Linked DNA regions of Mus musculus: region 1 is linked to region 2. A link is a contact called in public promoter capture Hi-C data. All regions are on one chromosome and are shown on one strand. Each heading gives the region's core, a stretch centred on a gene start, on an enhancer-like site or on the middle of the called end of the contact. The rest is flanking DNA. Distances are from core to core; before and after follow the strand shown.

Region 1 (2,913 bases), core at 98-2,597, 1.9 Mb after region 2:
GGAACATGATACCAACAATGAGTAACCAAACTCCACTGCTAGCTAGAGAAATTATCCAATAGGACCCTCTGGCTCCTTTCTTTCATGAATGAGCCCATGAAACTCCTACCTTTGATCCAACTTGGCTGTCTCTTCCTTTTCCAGTCCCAGTTCATTAAACATCACACAAAAACTGCCAGGCATCAGGATGCTGGATCAATATGGACACTGGACTACGGGTGCCTGGAGAACTTCAGCATGACATTGACAGCTGGCACTAAGTTCTGGCTGTTTTGAAGCTGTTTTTAACCCAGGATTTCATATACCTCAGGTGGTCTAGAATTGTGATCTTCCTGCCCCCATCTTTTATAATACATTTCAAACTGGCATTAAAAACAAAACTGGGGTTTTCTGGATCAGCTGGAAGAGTGCTGCTGTCTAGTAAGGCGAGGACCAAAGTTCAGATCCCTTGTATCCAGTCATGTTGGGGCACAGCTGTAATCTCAGTAGTGGAGGCAGGAGGGGGTCCCTGGTGTTTCTAGTTATGCCACAGCTTTAGTAAGAGATCTTGTTTCAAACACTAAAGGCGTACACATGAACCACACACAAACAGGTAAACTCATCTTCCATGACCAGCCTTTGCAGGAAGCAGAAAACTTTTCTGGATTAAAGAGGCACTGGCTGCTGGACCATCAAGCTAGTTTACAGAGTAAACAAATGTGGGCTGGAGAGTTAAGGTCCCTGGTTGCTTTCCTTTTCCAGAGGAAGGAACACCAACGTACACAAATTTAAGAATAAATAAATAATTTAAAAAGCAAGCAAGCAGGCTGGAGAGATGGCTCAGCTGTTAAGAGTACTGACTGCTCTTCCGAAGGTCCCGAGTTCAAATCCCAGCAACCACAGTGGCTCACAACCATCTGTAATGAGATCTGATGCCCTCTTCTGGTGTGTCTGAAGACAGCTACAGTGTACTTTGGGCCACAGCAAGTGGGCCCGGAGTGAGCAGAGGTCCTGAGTTCAATTCCCAGGAACCACATAGTGGTTCACAACCATTTGTACAGCTACAGTGTATCATATACATAAAATAAATAAAAAGCAAGCAAACATTGCCTGATGAGGTGGCACACCCCTTTAATCCCACCACTCAGTAGGAAGAAGAAGGTGAGCCTCTGAGTCCCAGGCCAGCCTGGTGTACAGAATGAGTTTCAGGACTGAGGCCTATACAGAAACCCTGTTTTGAAGAAAAAGAAAGCAAACAGGAATCAGAAAAGCAGGCTTTATTCAAGTTAAACTCTTTACACTTCCACTCAGCTGCAGGTTTGTTTAAGAATAGTGGTGATTTGGATAAGAATGGCTCTCAAAGGCTCATATATTTGTTTCAATGTTTGGGCTGCAGCTTGTAAAAGTATGGGGAGGATTAGGTGTGGGCTTGTTGAAGGTATGTTACTGGAACTAGGCTTTGAGGAATCAAAAGCCCACCCAGCTTTCTCTACCTCTGGGTTGTGTCTCTCTCATGATTGTCTCAATCTGAAAGCTTTCAGCTTGATTCAGCTTCATGCCTGACTGCCTGCTGTCAAGCTCCCACAATGGTCATTGACATTTCCTTCTGAAACTGTTAGGCAAGATCCCAATTAAATGCTTTCTTTTGTAAGTTTCTCTGGACATGGTACAAAAATGTAATTAAGACTGAACTTTACAGGACTTTTGATCAGTGTTTGATCACTTGGCTCATGGGTGTTTCAGAACAGATCCACCTTCCTACTTCTGTAATCAGTGGTAGCATCATAGATCAAAATGCTAGTGTGTTGGTTCAGTTTGTCCTAGTTGGTTTGCCAATTTCACAAACCTAGACTTCTCAGGGAAGAGAATCTAAATGCCTCTGTGTTGGTTTAAATAAGAATGGCCTCATAGGTTCATGTATTTGAATCCTCGTTTCCAGTTGGTCAGCTGTTGGAAAGGGTTAGGACATGTTGGAGATGGTGCGCTTTGAGGTTTCAAAAGCCCAGGCTAAGTTGCTTTACTGTCCACTGACTTCTGGTAAGAATGTAAAGCCCTCAGCTACTTGCAAGCACCATGCCTGCCATGATAACAAAGTAACCCTCTGAAACTGTGAGCAAGCTCTCAACTAAATGCTTTATCAGAGGTGCCTTGGTCATGGTGTCTCTCACACCAACAGAATAACTAAGGCAGCCTCTGTAATATGTGGCACGTTTTCCCGACTAATGATTGATGTGGGAGGGCCCAGCTCACTGGGGAATTAGTCCCAGGTTGTAGAACCATGAAAAGCAAACAAACAGTCGGCAGCTCTCCTCTATGGTCTCTGCTTCAGTTCTCACCTTGACATTCTGACTCCTGGCACTGGAAGGACAGAAGCAAACAGTCTATATACAAGCTTCCCAGCTCACAGAAACTGGAATATGAAGTCTGAGAAACATATTTTGTATATAAAAGCACCCTGACTCTAGGCACACTAAAGACAAAGGAAAAAGCAATCTTGATTGTGCCACAGCACATGTGAAAAGGTCTGAGGAAAATGGTGGGAGCTAGTTTTCTCCTACCTTGTGGGTTCTAGAGACCAAATTCCAGATTGTCAGGCTTGGCAGGCACATAGCCAAAGCCATCTTACCTGCCCAACAGTGATTACTGAGGCCAGCCTGGATACATAACTGTCTCAAAAATTTTGTTTAAAACTTCCATGTTTGATTTCATTTCAGTTCCTCATAATTCTGTAAAGTTGTTTCACACAAAAGTCCCGGTCTAACTCTCCCCACAGATAAGCAACCCTTGTCATGGACATTCCATTCATGTTAAAACCACTACACAAAGTCCTTTGTATGTAGCTACCATATCCACTTATCCTAGAGTCTGAAGACTTTTCTACCCAAACCCCTGCTCATCAAAAATTAAGCTTGGAGCTGGAGAGATGGCTCAGCG
Region 2 (2,818 bases), core at 276-2,775:
GATAAACTTCTTTGGCTCCCACAAAAATTGCTGAGCAGTTTGGAGCTTGGACTTTAATCTTGACTCCATTTGCTTTATAATGAAGAATTTTAGGGTATTACCACATCAACTTGAAGCCTTTGGATGCACTCATATACCCATCAGAAAAGTTTTTGTTAGAATAACTTTGGAAAAACAAAAAAAACAAACAGAACCTTTACATCTTAAGTTTCTTTTTTTTTCCCTTTGCTAAACTCATCATTATGTTGAACTAAGGAGTCCTGCCTAGCCATGTCGATTGTACCTTACACTCAGACTGTCAGCTGATGGGGCTTCGTATTATTTCAATCAGAACCCAAATATTTTAAAGCTGTAGAACATTTTCTAATGGCTATCCTGTCCAACAGCAGGTTGCTCATGTTTTCTGTCACACAGGGCCCAAAGGCTTTTTGTAAAGAAAATAGAAAGCTACAAAGCAGCTGTTGAGTGGTATGTGTCTATGAGTGTTTTCAGCAGGGTTGGAGACAATCTACTTTTCATTCAGGGCTACTCTAAATGAGATCCCCTGTGTTCTGGACAGGAGCTTAGACACTGGGGGACAGGTGGACAGGTCACTTTACAGTGATAGATCTGGTGATAGCTATTTCCAAATGTCAGCAGTATGCCGTTTTTATGCTCTGCAGGTTATAAAGCTGTTCATTGTGAACCTTGTAACACTGCTGGTTATTTCTAATTAAATTATCAGATGCTAACATGCTCCCATTCATGATTTCATGACAATATTGGCTTCTTCCTGTATTGGGGTTTTAGTTTAACATGAATAAATACCACCATTTGAAAGCTCAGTTTGTTATTAGAACCTGGTTAAAATACCAGCAGACTGTTACAGATGCCAAATATTCTTTATCAAGGACAATGTAACAACTGATGATATGTGATAAAGTTAAAAACTTTTGATTATATATTTTATTTACAAAAGTATTATGCAAAGTTTGCATTACCTTATGAGAGGAAATAAAGTCAATTGATAATTGCCTTGTGTATTTGTCATTGTTTCTTTGTTCAGAAAAACAAAGTCTTCATTTCTGGTGGAAACAGTAACTGATTTTTGTTTGTAAACTTGCACGTTTGATTGAGTTTTTTTGAATCAGACAAATTGAGATCTCTGCTTAAGAAGTACATATAAAAGGAAATGCCAGCAACCTGCCTGGGGAAGGAAGGGTCAGAACAGATGCGTCAAAAAAGGGAAACAGAAGAGACACAAGCTTAGAGACATTGGTTGGAGAATGTAGGAGTCTAACCCATACATTCACGTGCTGGTTTTATTTTGACTAGTTTTTAGAAACAGGAGCCACATCCAGGAAGAGATCAAATGTAGCCTGTACATAACCTGGAGTAGAGCAGGTGTTTTGTGTGAAATTGTCATTTGTCACTTGGCAAGCATCAGGAATCTGTGAGCACAACACACCCAGTTGACAAACGGGGCCCTCCCTCACATGTTTGTCTAGCCTCGGGTCTATATGGCTAGCCACATCAAGGAAGCTGTGGCATTAGGAAGCTGGTGGTGGCTTTAACAGATGTGGCTTTGCTGAAGAAAATCTATGAGAAAGAGGCAGTTCCCGGTGACATTCACATGCTGAATAGCTAGAAGCAGCATTTACTGGGTGTGAGAAAATGGGACAAAAGGCTTCACAGCAGGTAGCTCCGAAGGACAGCCAGGAGGTTCTTGCCATGTGTGAGGTGGTCAGTGCGGCTATTTCCCATGCAGCGCAGAAGCTGAAGGAGTACCTCGGGTTTGAGTATCCGCTGAGCAGACTCTGCCTTGCAGCGAGTTCACTGACTGAGGTCTTCCTCGTCCACTTCGTTACCTTCTGCCAGGAAAGGGGAGCGGATGAGTGGCTCACCACCACCAAGATGACCAAGCACCAGGCCTGGCTGTTTGGAGCAGACTGGATTTGGACCTTCTGGGGACCTGATAAGCAAATACGGCTTCAGGTGGCAGTGCAGACTCTGAGGATGGCTTCGCTCCCTCTGACGGACCCAAAATCCTGTGAGTCAAGGGGAGAGGAGTCTTGGAAAAAAGGCAGATTTGACAAGCTGCAAGAGTTCTGTAACTTGGTAGGAGAGGACTGTCTGGGTCTGTTTATCATCTTCGGTGTGCCTGGAGAACCTAAGGCTATCAGAGGCGTTGTCCTGGAGAGTGTCAGAAACGGGATGATGGAGAGCCAGCTGCCAGGACGAAAGGCTGTGGAGCAGTTTGTGCTGGAAACAAAGGACTGTATCTCCATCAAAGAGCTGCTAGGGAACTGTCTGAGTAAAAGAGATGGGCTGAGTGACATGGGCAGAGTTTACATCCGCATCCTCTAAACTGGGCATGTTGCTGTGACTGGCCTGTGAGACAGAACAGGAGGACAATCCCCAACACAGGGCTATCCACCCCCTACATTGACTGAAAGTGATCCCTGGGTTAAAACTTGCTAGTGTCCCAGTTACGGAAAAGAAAAGAAAAAAAAAATAGCTGTTGCTGTGTCTTGGGAAATTTTACTTTGGGTTTTGTTTATTCAAAACTAAAAATTGGAAGAGAAAATGATAAATTATACATAAAGTTTGATTTGGAAAAAAAAGTTGTCTTTGAACTCATCTCATAGTCACAAGCTTAAAATGTTACTGCTGTTGTAAGGAGAGCAACTGTTCATGAGGTGTGGTGGGGATGTCAGTTTTGGTTCAGGACTCCTAAAGAAAACTTCCCACTGCTGACCTTCTGAGCCCTCCCTCCACAATTGCTTCTTCCCAGCAACTCCACAAATAAAGGACTTTCAAAGTATTTAACATAGGGTTC

Evidence for each region. Promoter capture Hi-C pulls out the DNA fragments that hold promoters and counts their contacts.
Region 1: a promoter capture Hi-C map of embryonic stem cells shows a contact between it and region 2, with 2.6 times the contacts expected there. The contact joins the enhancer-like site here to the promoter of Rep15 in region 2. A contact is called at or near these places in 5 of 39 promoter capture datasets (embryonic stem cells, hippocampal neurons, liver and 1 more), 1 of 115 datasets of contacts at active chromatin or transcription factors (astrocytes) and 1 of 9 other capture datasets (liver).

The regions. Positions count from the first base shown.
Region 1 is chr6:148,917,699-148,920,611 of GRCm38.p6, forward strand. No RefSeq gene overlaps it. Among named protein-coding and RNA genes, the nearest start is that of Caprin2, 23 kb to the left of the region's middle. Within about 2 kb of position 1,348, at least 6 of the 459 cell types and tissues checked have an H3K27ac peak or open chromatin away from gene starts, as enhancers often do. A contact at or near this core is called in embryonic stem cells, where this site is marked.
Region 2 is chr6:147,031,012-147,033,829 of GRCm38.p6, forward strand. It overlaps Rep15 (RAB15 effector protein), which reads left to right and starts at 1,526. Exons shown (of 1, transcript NM_025620.2): 1 at 1,526-2,507. The coding sequence starts at 1,654. The coding sequence ends at 2,346. Ppfibp1 (PTPRF interacting protein, binding protein 1 (liprin beta 1)) reads left to right here. Exons shown (of 31, transcript NM_001355728.1): 31 at 1-1,014.